4 separate regions of the Mus musculus genome follow, and regions 1, 3 and 4 are each linked to region 2. A link is a contact called in public HiChIP or PLAC-seq and promoter capture Hi-C data. All regions are on one chromosome and are shown on one strand. The core of a region is the stretch at or near the end of the contact, and the rest is flanking DNA. Distances in the headings are between cores, read along the strand shown.

Evidence for each region. Promoter capture Hi-C pulls out the DNA fragments that hold promoters and counts their contacts. HiChIP or PLAC-seq counts read pairs in DNA pulled down with a chosen protein or histone mark. Capture Hi-C pulls out chosen DNA fragments and counts their contacts.
Region 1: an H3K27ac HiChIP or PLAC-seq map of acute myeloid leukemia shows a contact between it and region 2, with 8 times the contacts expected there. The contact joins the enhancer-like site here to the promoter of Egln3 in region 2. A contact is called at or near these places in 15 of 39 promoter capture datasets (the 3T3-L1 cell line, 3T3-L1-derived adipocytes, the HPC-7 cell line and 9 more), 1 of 15 datasets of contacts at CTCF or cohesin (large pre-B cells), 7 of 484 Hi-C or Micro-C datasets (the 3T3-L1 cell line, the HPC-7 cell line, brown adipocytes and 4 more), 9 of 115 datasets of contacts at active chromatin or transcription factors (acute myeloid leukemia, bone marrow-derived macrophages, embryonic forebrain and 4 more) and 1 of 9 other capture datasets (adipose tissue).
Region 3: a contact with region 2 is called in a promoter capture Hi-C map of liver, with 2.2 times the contacts expected there. The contact joins the promoter of Brms1l here to the promoter of Egln3 in region 2. A contact is called at or near these places in 2 of 39 promoter capture datasets (neutrophils and pre-B cells) and 1 of 9 other capture datasets (liver).
Region 4: a promoter capture Hi-C map of pre-B cells shows a contact between it and region 2, with 3 times the contacts expected there. The contact joins the enhancer-like site here to the promoter of Egln3 in region 2. A contact is called at or near these places in 6 of 39 promoter capture datasets (the C10 cell line, cranial neural crest, liver and 3 more) and 1 of 115 datasets of contacts at active chromatin or transcription factors (astrocytes).

Annotation. Positions count from the first base shown.
Region 1 is chr12:52,907,347-52,910,055 of GRCm38.p6, reverse strand. All of the region lies in intron 4 of Akap6 (A kinase (PRKA) anchor protein 6), which reads right to left. Among named protein-coding and RNA genes, the nearest start is that of Gm51971, 110 kb to the right of the region's middle. Within about 2 kb of position 1,400, at least 20 of the 459 cell types and tissues checked have an H3K27ac peak or open chromatin away from gene starts, as enhancers often do. A contact at or near this core is called in acute myeloid leukemia and bone marrow-derived macrophages, where this site is marked.
Region 2 is chr12:54,202,387-54,205,150 of GRCm38.p6, reverse strand. Egln3 (egl-9 family hypoxia-inducible factor 3) reads left to right here and starts at 1,277. Exons shown (of 5, transcript NM_028133.2): 1 at 1,277-1,946. The coding sequence starts at 1,590.
Region 3 is chr12:55,834,934-55,837,633 of GRCm38.p6, reverse strand. It overlaps Brms1l (breast cancer metastasis-suppressor 1-like), which reads right to left and starts at 1,268. Exons shown (of 10, transcript NM_001037756.3): 1 at 989-1,268. The coding sequence starts at 1,130.
Region 4 is chr12:52,938,419-52,941,118 of GRCm38.p6, reverse strand. It overlaps Akap6 (A kinase (PRKA) anchor protein 6), which reads right to left. Exons shown (of 14, transcript NM_198111.2): 7 at 2,613-2,700. Among named protein-coding and RNA genes, the nearest start is that of Gm51971, 140 kb to the right of the region's middle. Within about 2 kb of position 1,313, at least 46 of the 459 cell types and tissues checked have an H3K27ac peak or open chromatin away from gene starts, as enhancers often do. A contact at or near this core is called in pre-B cells, where this site is marked.

The DNA.
Region 1 (2,709 bases), core at 151-2,650, 1.3 Mb after region 2:
CCCCTCTAAAAACAACCATGAAAGCTTAGGAGCGTGTTCAGGGTCATAGATGTTGTTAGTCAAAAAGTTTTAAGTCATGCATGTCAGATTTCCTAGCAGAACCACGAGTGCAGGGTTAGCTGAGATTTCTGAGATGCAATTAGTAAACCGAGGGCCCTGGGAAACCTTCCTTGAACGAGTGTCTGTACAGCTCAGGCAGTCAACACAACAGGGTGGACATCAGAGACAACAAGGACCTTTCTCTGCAAATGTCTTCTCAACTGCAGCCCACCCTCACCGGTTTTCTTTGCCGGGTGATCTCCTGCCTCCTCTTTTGCCGATGCCAAGTTTCATCCATCGAGACAGAAACATGAGAAGTCTCGCTGTTCCTGTTTGTAACAAAAACCAGGTTGTACTTTCTCTTAGGGAAATCTTGGCTCTCTACACCCCAGTGGGGGCACTGTTGCTGTGTGTGGCCTTAAGAGTGCGGATGCAAACGGTTGAATGGAAATCAGTTTCCCTGGCGTTCAGTCAGCTCTTGATGTATTGATCTCCTGGCTTTGTCCAGTGTTCCAGCACCTCCGTGTACTACCAAGGGCACTTCCTGTGAGTCACGGGACATGTCCTCTCTCTCTCAGAAAGACCAAGAAAGTGGTGCACACAGGTGCATTCACACTTAGACCCACACACAGCTGATGCTTGCTTTCAGAGGGCCCACTGACATCTTTGTGGTGTGAATAAAGGAAAGCAGGCCGGTGTGGATGACAACAGGCAGAAAAATAGGGTAAATCTAGAAAATGCAACTATTTTGAAATAGGGATCAAACTATAATATGACAAAAACTGATCATTCATTCATTCATTGAAATATTTAGTAAGATCCTGCTGTGTATGAAGCAACTGGTAGACATGAATGGGCACAGAAAGGTAAATATCGATATTTAAAAAGATGGCAGAATGCAAAGCATGTCTAAACTCTGATATATTGGATTCAAATGATTTTGTAAGAAAAACAGCTCCTAAGAAAGAATGAAGGACGTATTCTGTTATACACAGCACTCTTATCTGTACATTAATTTGTTCCTTCCTATGGTTGGTACTAGGTACATGAGTGTGTTTCTCTAGTGTTCTGGATAACTATAGAAGTCAGGTTCCTCCTGCCTGGTGCTGCCCTGCACTGTGTGGAGAACGCACCTCCCCCAACCCCAGCGCACAAAGGCTGAGGTGGGAGCCTGGCTCCTCGGTTCCTGGACTCCTCAGCTCCTCAGCTCCTCTCCCTTCGCACTGATCTCTTTCTGCCCCGTCTTTTGAGAGGAGCTCTGCAAGAAAGATCACTAAAGAGTTCCCTCCTAACGTACGGAAGGCAGACTTGAAGGAAGTTAAATGTGACCATTCACGACCATTGCCGTAACAGGCTGAATGACTCCGTTGACTGACAGAGGAAGTGGTCAGCAGGCAGCGTTAGCCACGTCCTGGATGGTCAGTTGCCCTGTGGTGTCTGGCATCTGGATGTGAACCTTGTGTATCTGTGTGTCTTCACCTCAAAAGGATTCTGTCTCCTGTTAGAGACCCCAGATGTGAATTCTGGGCCAGACTAGATCAAATAAGCTGCCAACAAGCAGGGCCATGCAGATGAACCCCGGAACCGTGAACAACAACTTTATGGAGAAAAAAAAAATGGCCAACTTCTATTGGTATTTTAAGTCGTTAAAACCTAATTGCTACTTTCTCCGTATTCCACAGTTAAAGGCCCAGCGAATTCATCCGGATAATTCTAGCTGAAGTAATAAGCACCCTCACTACAGCTAGGATCTGTTGTGTAAAATAAAACACTTAGGACCTGTAATGATCACAGGAGGTGGGGACTCTTGTCACTCTCGGTATGCAGATGAGAAGAGCAAGTGTCTTGTCCGTGCCCTGAAGCTGAAAGGCGATGGACTCAGTACCCAAACCTGGAGCTGGAAAGTGATGAACTCAGTACCCAAACCTGGAGCTGGAAGGTGATGGACTCAGTACCCAAACCTGGAGCTGGAAGGTGATGGACTCAGTACCCAAACCTGGAGCTGGAAGGTGATGGACTCAGTACCCAAACCTGGAGCTGGAAGGTGATGGACTCAGTACACAAACAGGGTCTCACTGGTCCACATGACATCACGGAAGACCAGCTGGCTGACTTGACTGATAGGTTTTTCTTCCCAGAAATTGAAAGTTGAAAATAAATAAAGATTATGTAAGGATAACAGAAGATGGTATATTAAAAGAGAGACACATTAACCGTGAGCCAGGGTAGACATTAGGGAACAGTGGTAGAGCCACTCAGAACTGACTTTGGTTCCAGCAGTTACTACAGGAGTTGTTTCCTGCCTTTGAAATCAGTTCCTTCACCTGTAAAATTCATGCAATAATATTCATTTGGGGGATTCCATGATAATTGCCAGAGAAAGTACATTAAAGGCTACTCATCCATAAATGAGACCTCTTTCTCAACACCCACTGCCACCACCAACACTTGGAGAACATCACAGAAGAGGAGGTGAAGAGCCTGTAAGAGCCGGATGATGGGAGGAGCACTGTGTAAGAGCCGGATGATGGGAGGAGCACTGTGTAAGAGCAGGATGATGGGAGGAGCACTGTGTAAGAGCAGGATGATGGGAGGAGCACTGTGTAAGAGCAGGATGATGGGAGGAGCACTGTGTAAGAGCAGGATGATGGGAGGAGCACTGTGTAAGAG
Region 2 (2,764 bases), core at 28-2,527:
TGAGCCTTTACCCTAAGGAAATACACCTTCTCCTGGACAGACATATGGAAGAGGCCAACTGAGCAAGGCCATTAACAGGGTCCCTGTTCTCCATGGAGCTAGTTAGGTTTCTTCAAAGCTGCTTACACCCTCTCTGGTTGACTGCCACTCCCCAAGGCCCTGTTTGCCCTCACTGACTACAATACAGCCTTCTTCCCAGTCTGTCAGCACTCTCTCCTCCTCTGCCTCTCCTTCACATGAACTGCACCCCCACTTCTCCCCTCAGAGAAGGTGAGCAGAGGGGCTATTGGGAAGAGAATAAAAGCAAAAAGGACTTTATGTCCAAAATTAGTGATGCTTGAAAAATCGGTGCAGTTTTTCATTTGACTTAACTGAAAATCTAAATGTGCAAAGATGTGAACTGACTCTCTGTCTCTCTGTCTCTCTGTGTTTGTCTCTCTTTCCCTCTGTCTTAGATGTCTCTGTTTCTCTCTCTCTCATTTGGAAGGAAAGGGCATCAGAAATCTGTATAGAGACCACCTTACAGTAGATAATTAAGCCTTTTGGGTAGGGCCTAGGGCTCTAGTGCAAGTTGCATGTAGTAGAAGCCAGAGAGACCTGGAACACAGTGTATCTTTTGGGGAGAGTGCGAGTGATTTTGAGAGAGAATTTCAGAACCTTTTAGTAAAAAGCTTGAGTATAAATGGTGCATGAACATCTCCCGCAGGACAAAATACAAAAATTTGCAGGATTTGGCAGTGCTCTCCCTTCCCGGGGCGCCTCCCTATCTCTCTGTCCTCCACTCCCTTCTCAGGGGATACACACCAGCCTGGCACACAGGGTGGGGGGAGGTCAAGGGGAATGTTTGTTAATGAATCAGTCAGTTTTGGTTAAAATTAAATTCACCTCTCTCTCTCACAGGGGTTGGAACAGCCAGACCCGAATCAAACAGAAGAGGAAAGAAGGAAAGACACTAGGTAGAGCTTAAACCTTAATGTTTAAGAAATATAGTCACCAGAGAGGTGACTAGCCCAGAAAGTGGCAATAAACTGTTCATGTGCATCTCAGACGTGAGATCCAGGTTTTCAAGTTTGTTAGGGGATTTAACGCAAATCAATATGCAAATCGAGAGCATTAAAAAAAAAAAATCCAGCCCTTTCTTGGGTCACACACAGGTTAGCTAGAGTGGAGCTCACCCAGATGCTCCGCAGCACCAGTCCAAGAGGAAGAGCCCGGAGGAGGGCAGTCCCGGGGGCGGGACCATGACGTTGGGGTCAAGGCGGTGCTTTCTCTCGTTCCTCCCCCGGCCACGGCCGCCGCGGCGGTGGCTCTGCATCTCCAAAAAGGGCCCTCCGACTTCTCACTGGGCCAGTCCGGCGCTGGGTGGCGGAGCCCTACACTGCTCCCGCCGGTCCCAGAGCCGGGATCCCTTCTCTTCAGAGTTTCGAGCAACTTTCCCCGCCTCTGGAGCTAAAGTGGCTCGGGGACTGTGACCACCGCAGGTGGGAGAGTCCCCGGCCCGGCTCTCCGCATCTTCGCTGTGCGCTCGCGCTGGGAAAGCCCTGGGTGCGTGCACCCTGGGGGTCCCCGGCCTCGGCTCTGTGGGCGAGATGCCTCTGGGACACATCATGAGGCTGGATCTGGAGAAGATCGCCCTGGAGTACATCGTGCCCTGTCTGCACGAGGTCGGCTTCTGCTACCTGGACAACTTCCTAGGCGAGGTGGTGGGCGACTGCGTGCTGGAGCGAGTCAAGCAGCTGCACTACAACGGGGCCCTGCGTGACGGCCAGCTGGCCGGGCCGTGCGCCGGCGTCTCCAAGCGGCACCTGCGAGGCGACCAGATCACGTGGATCGGGGGCAACGAGGAGGGCTGCGAGGCCATCAACTTCCTCCTGTCCCTCATCGACCGGCTGGTCCTGTACTGCGGGAGCCGGCTGGGCAAATACTATGTCAAGGAGCGGTCCAAGGTAGGATGCGTGCGGGTGCCCAGCCGCAGCTGCGCTGCAGGGGACGGGAAGCCTTCATTCGGAGTGTTGTGTCGCCTTCGCTGGGGTGCAGCGAACTTTGGTTTTTAACCAAGAAGTCAGCTTGCCTATCTGCCCTACTTGCGTCCCCTCCACCTCCTGGCCTAACCCCTTAAGCAAAAGTCCACGTTAAGGGGCTCAGGTGTCTCGTGATGATGAGCTTCTGCTGACTCTGAAAGAATTGCCCTGGTTTTGGTGATGACCGCAAGGACAACTGGCTGGTGGAGGGAAAAGATATTGGAAACACTGCGACACGCATGTCCATGATCCGAAGTGCCTCCTTTAAAGCCACCCGGTACTGCCCTTCACAGTAGCCAGAGGCACTCTTAACTCTACTAGAGGCAAGTCTAATTTTTGCCTTGTGTTAGTTGGCTTGTAGAGTTAGGTAGGGTGGGAGGGAAGAGTTCGGTATGACAAGGTTAAGTCCTCCACTTCTGCTGCAGCCTTTGAGCCCTGGGGCTCAGAATTCTCATAGACCCCTCAGCCCAAGTGCTGAGCCCCACGCCATCGCCTTTCTTTTCCTATAAACTCATGGCAAAATCCACTCAAACAACCTGATAAGGTCCATGAAGAGAGTGGTGAGGTACCTCTGGGTAGAAACCTTGTTTTTGTTGTTCTCATAGCCCGTAATGGGGGCAGTGGGTGGTGATGATTTATCTTGAAAATGTTTACAGGTAGATTGGCAGGCCGGTAGACCAATGGGAGGTGGAGGAGCTGGTGCCTGTAACATCACTTTGGGTTAGTCTTGCTCCTGGCCATTT
Region 3 (2,700 bases), core at 19-2,518, 1.6 Mb before region 2:
TGAGTATAATGAGTATGAGTATATAAATGAGTATATGAGTATAAATATTTATGAGTAAAAACTTCATAAATATTTACTTTTGGATGGCTGACTTATCGGCATTACATGCTTCCAAGTATACTTTTTTGACAGACAAACCTGAAAAAAAAAAAGGTGTGAGGTGATACCACAGTCATTAACCTGTTATCAATGCTTCCCATTACACAGCCAAAACCAGGGTTAGACAAAGCCATTCTCAGTCTGTCATATGGTTAGAGGAAGATCCGGGAAATCAGTTCCATTCATTTTATTAAAGTATTAAAAGACTTATAAGGGGTTAGAAACAGCCCAAAGTTACAAAATAACCAAAGCTTGAAGATTCTGGGAATGTCAACACTGCCCACATCTTCCAGATTAAAAACTGACAAAGATTCCAAATGATCCCTCAGGCTGGTCCCTTCTTCGTCTTGAAAACTTTTGGGACCTATTATGAACCTGAGAGTTCCCAAGTCAGTCCTCTGATGACAGTACTGGTGAGAGGCTGACCTGAAAGCTAAGGTTGATGAGTGGCAAGCCCGCCAAGGACCAAGGCAAATTTATCCTCAGCCCCCACAAAAACGCTGACAAAGGTTGCTGAGACTACTAGTAAAGAGGTCGGTGGTGTCAGCTAAGGGACATTTGCAGTCTTCCAGACCAGCCAGCCGGACATTCCACTCCGGAGCCGGTAGCCCCAGGGTACTGCCAGGTGACCCTAGGGCGGGTCCCACAGTGCACAGAATCGCCTCGGGTCCTCAAAGCCTGCGGGCGCCCAGCCCACCGGGAGCCAGAGCCAGAACTGGAGCCCGCGGCGACCCGCAGCTCCGGGTGCCAGACGCCGAGCCAGTCCCCGCCCCTTCCCCATCTCCCCGCCCCGCGCTCGCAGCAGGACGCACCGCCCGGCGTGAGCACCGCGGCCTGTCGCGCGCGCGGCGCAAGGGACCCGGCATCCCCGCCCAGCTGGGTAGCGCACCTGAACTGTCCCCATCCTCCGAGACCGACGAGCTCTCGGTGTCCTCGTCTTCGGAACTGCTCCCCTCGTTCTCCGCGTAGTCCACCTCCATCTCATCGTGATGATTCGTCTCCTTCTTATCCCCTCGAGAATGGACCGGCATTTTCCAACCTCGCCGTCGCTTCCCACTTCCTGCTCCCAGCCCGGCCACTGCCGCTTCGGTGAAGGGCGCGCCGAACGCCCCGACCCACCCGGCCACCGAGCTGGATCCGAAACCCTCGACTCCTCCCCACCCCCGGCCTCAGCCTCACAACCTAACCCGCAGGCTTGCGCTGCGAGCTCTGCCATTGGTCAAGGCTGTCCCGGAGCTAGAGGCGTGGCTTGTCTTGCAAGCGAACGATTGGTTACCGGTGATTACGGCGCGGCCTTCCGCTGTCTGTCGGGAATTGTAGTCCTTAGGCCTCAGAGCTTCAGGGGCTATGGGTTTCTAAGATTCAGCTGCCTTAATCGCTTCTCACTTCGGACTTCAAGTCCCACAAGGCAGGAAAGCTGACATACTGGGACGCAGTTTATAAACTAAACAGAAACAGATTGTGCGGATTTGGTCTGTACTTATCCTTTTCCCGCCAAGTGGTTATCTGATCTGCCTAGCTACTCAAACTGTGAGAAGAATGTGAAAAGATCCTTTGCCTGAAAGGGTCTTTGCATACTCTGTGAGCCTGGAGGGTTACAGAATCGTCTCTTCTACACTAGTAGTACCTTTAGTACAGCTAGTAAACTATTAAATTGAATTGTATGTGTAAGAAATAATTTTCACAAAGAAAATTTCATTGTTCTTGGAATTTTTACAACCAAAACTACAGAGGGGAAGGAAATTTTATCTTAGTATTTCAATCTTGCGTTCTTACTTTTTTTTTTTTTTTTTAATGGAAGAAGCTACCCAAATTAAATTGATTTAATTTCAGGTTCCAGTGAAAAATAAATATTTGACTTAAAAAGATGTCATTTTTTTTTTTTCAAAAACAGGATTACACAGACAAGGACGATGCCATAACTACCATAATAATCGTAACTTATAACCGATCACTTTCACTCTTTATCAGGTTATCTTGGTAAATTCACTGCATGGATTTGCTGAGTTCAATTTTTAGTTTAATAGCCCTAAGGTAGGAGTCGGTATTATGTCCATTTTATCAACAAAATATATGGTTAAAGTATTAAAGGGACACCAGGAAGTAGAATGAAACTTAGCTGTCCTGGAACTTGCTCAGTAGGCTGACCTTGAGTTTAGTGATCTGCACGGCTCTGTCTCCTGGGATTAAAGGTATGTTCCATCACACATAGACTTAAATTTAGCTGAGTGGGATCTGTTATCTCCTAAAACAAAAGATTTTGCTCTGTTCTACTTCCCGGTGTCCCTTTAAATATTTTTCCTTTCTCAGCTTGCTCATTTTCTTACAGGTTCAGAGGTTCTGTCCATTACCATCAAGGCGGGAGCATGCCAGCATCCGGAGGAGCTGAGGGTCCTACATCATCTTATTCAGACTGGCTCCCAGGGAGCTAGGATGAGGGTCTTAAAGCCCATGCCCACAACGACACACTTGCTCTAACACCTACTGCAGCAAGGCCACACCTCCTAATAGTGCCACTTCCTGGGCCAAGCATATACAAACATCACCATCACCACCATCTTCCACACTTCAGACGCTCTCATGTTCCACCAGACGATGGCT
Region 4 (2,700 bases), core at 64-2,563, 1.3 Mb after region 2:
AAGTTATTTTGAAATACATAGCTAAATAGAGGTATCATCTACTTTTTACAAAGCCCTCTAAAACACTGCTCTCTAATGGCCATGGAACATTTTGCCAGAATAAAATGTAGCTCAGTTTAATCATACAATCCTTGTTGAAACACTTTAGCTGGTACTGTCTGCTATTTAAGTGTCAATGTCTCAGACATCTTCCCATTCATTGATTCTGTGTGTGGGGGGGGCAGTACGCCTCTTACAGGAGTTCCTGTTAGAACGTGAGGAGCGACCTGTGCTCAGAGGAGGTTTTCTGAGAAGGCAGATGTTGTCTCTTTTGCTCTGGCTCAGGAAACAAGCTGACTGAAACCCAGTCCTGTTGACCAGCTTTACCACACCACACCACACCACAGCTCTCCCATCAGTCTGAGGTGCACGTCTCTGGAGATCCCTGTGGTATATCATGTCCTCCCTTCCTCATGTAAGTCATCCACCCCTGCCTCGTGACTTATAGACAGTGGAGAATGTATCTACACAGAAATCCAGGGTTATTTCCCACTTAGTCACAGACACACACACACACAGACACACACAGACACACACACAGACACACACACAGACACACACACAGACACACACACACACACACACACACACACACACACACACACAGACACACACACACACACAAGTCAACAGCTTCCTCCTCGATGCTTACCCTTCTCAGACCACTACTCTGTGGCATGTCACTCCCTCATGGCAACCCTCCCTCAACTTTTCTGAGTCTCTTCTGTCCTGCGACCTGTTTCCCTTCATCGTTTTAATAGTACAGTCTCAAAAGCATCCTAACCCTCCATCCCCACAAGCCCCACCTCTCTAACAGCTCTACATGCACACTGAGCCCAGGCAGCAGGGAGCAGACAGTGGAGAGGGAGAACAGGGGATCTAAGCCTGGAAGTGCAGCCTGGAGCCCTAGCTCTGAGATTTAGTGGCTGTCTGCCCTTAGGCAAACTGGTTAACCTCTCTGGGGTCTCTTGACTGTGTTTAGTGTTTGCTGTGATGGCTGAATACAGGGCAGCCAGTGAATGGGAATTGGACATGACAGAGCTTTTGGTTTGGTTTTGTGGTGTTGGCAATCTTGCTTATGTCCTCATGTATGCTAGGCAAGTACTCTACCATGAGTCTACCTCTCAGCCCCTCTTTCTGTTAAATAAATAAAACACAACCCAGCTTTTAGTTCTGTGCTTTCTTGTCATTTCGGCTCCACTTCCACAGTGAAGCCGTTGCCAATCAACTGCTTCCTCTGCAAGCAGATGTCTGCTGACTACAGTCAGGTCCCTGGTGCTAGCTGCAGCTTTGAACCTCCCATCAGGTCACTTCCTAAAATATGTGCTCATGTGCCACGCACCTCTCTCTCTTTCTTCAGGTGTTTCCTGAAACGTGACCTCTTCGACCTAGGTTCCAGTTGGGCTGATCTTGCCGTTCAATTCTGGTGCCAACAGATAAAGGGAATCCCCTGGGCTTTTCACAGGCTGCACGGTCTCAATGTTGTGAGGCTGGCTTGGGTTTCTGCTCTGCCTGTATTAAAAGTCTGAGTCTCAGAGGGCACAGTGGGTGCTAGCTCACTCAGAGCGCAATGCTCGTGCACACGCGTGCTGAAGAAATGCGGTTGGGGAGTGTTACTCGCTCTGTCCGTTCCAGGAATAGAAACTATGAACTTTTCAATCTGTCTCCCCCGTGCTACAATATGTTCAGATCCTGAGTCTACCAGGCAACTAATTTCTGGAGTCCCTTTCACAAATTGAGAAACTGTTAAGAAAATGTCAGATTAATAAAATTGTTTTCGACATTGTAAATCCAAAGAATACCTTTACGACCGTAGTGTTCCGACTTAAAAGGCGCCTCATTTAATGTTCAGCGGCATATGTTCCACAGGCTATTTTGTAAATCCAAAATGGATAATCAAAACATGCCAATACTCGTTTTTAAAAAATACTTTGCTGTATTCGGTGCAGGCGCCATTATGGAGAAGTTACACTCTGAGCAAAAAGATTTGTAGCAAAGCACATGACCTTCTTCCCACTACAATGACCATCCCCTAATTAGGCAATGCATCTGATAGTCATTAACAGGAATGAGATAATGAATCACTTTCTCTCTTCTTTGTTAATTTGCTGTAACCAAGCGGCTAATGGATGTCAGAGCTGAGTGATTGCACTGATTATAGTGATTTATAGTTGCAACAAAACAATTTAAAACCATTCTGATTATTCATGTTAAAGATGCTTTATGTTTTGTTTACTAAATGTTTTATGCGCCCCCCCTCTTCCTCCCACCCCCTGAGAATCCTGTCCCCCTTCTGCTCTGCTACTTTGTACAAAGAGACCTCTTCCTGGAAAACTTGAAAGTTGTCGCCTTTTGTTTTGTTTTCAGCCAAGATATATATACATACATATATATATATATATATATATATATATATATATATATATATGGGAGGAGAGAGACAGAGACAGAGGAGTTACAAAGTTTACCCACTAGAAAAGAAGAGCCTTAGGGGTGGAAAGAAAACTTCAGTGGTGCCTAGTTCAAAAGAAGACAGGAATAAGAGGGAATAAGGCAAACTTCAAGCCACTTACCTTGGGGCTCCCCGTCCCCTCCTCGTCCTCCACAGACACATCAGTAGCCAGTATCTCGGCTTTGATGGTGTCCAGGGCTCTGAGAATC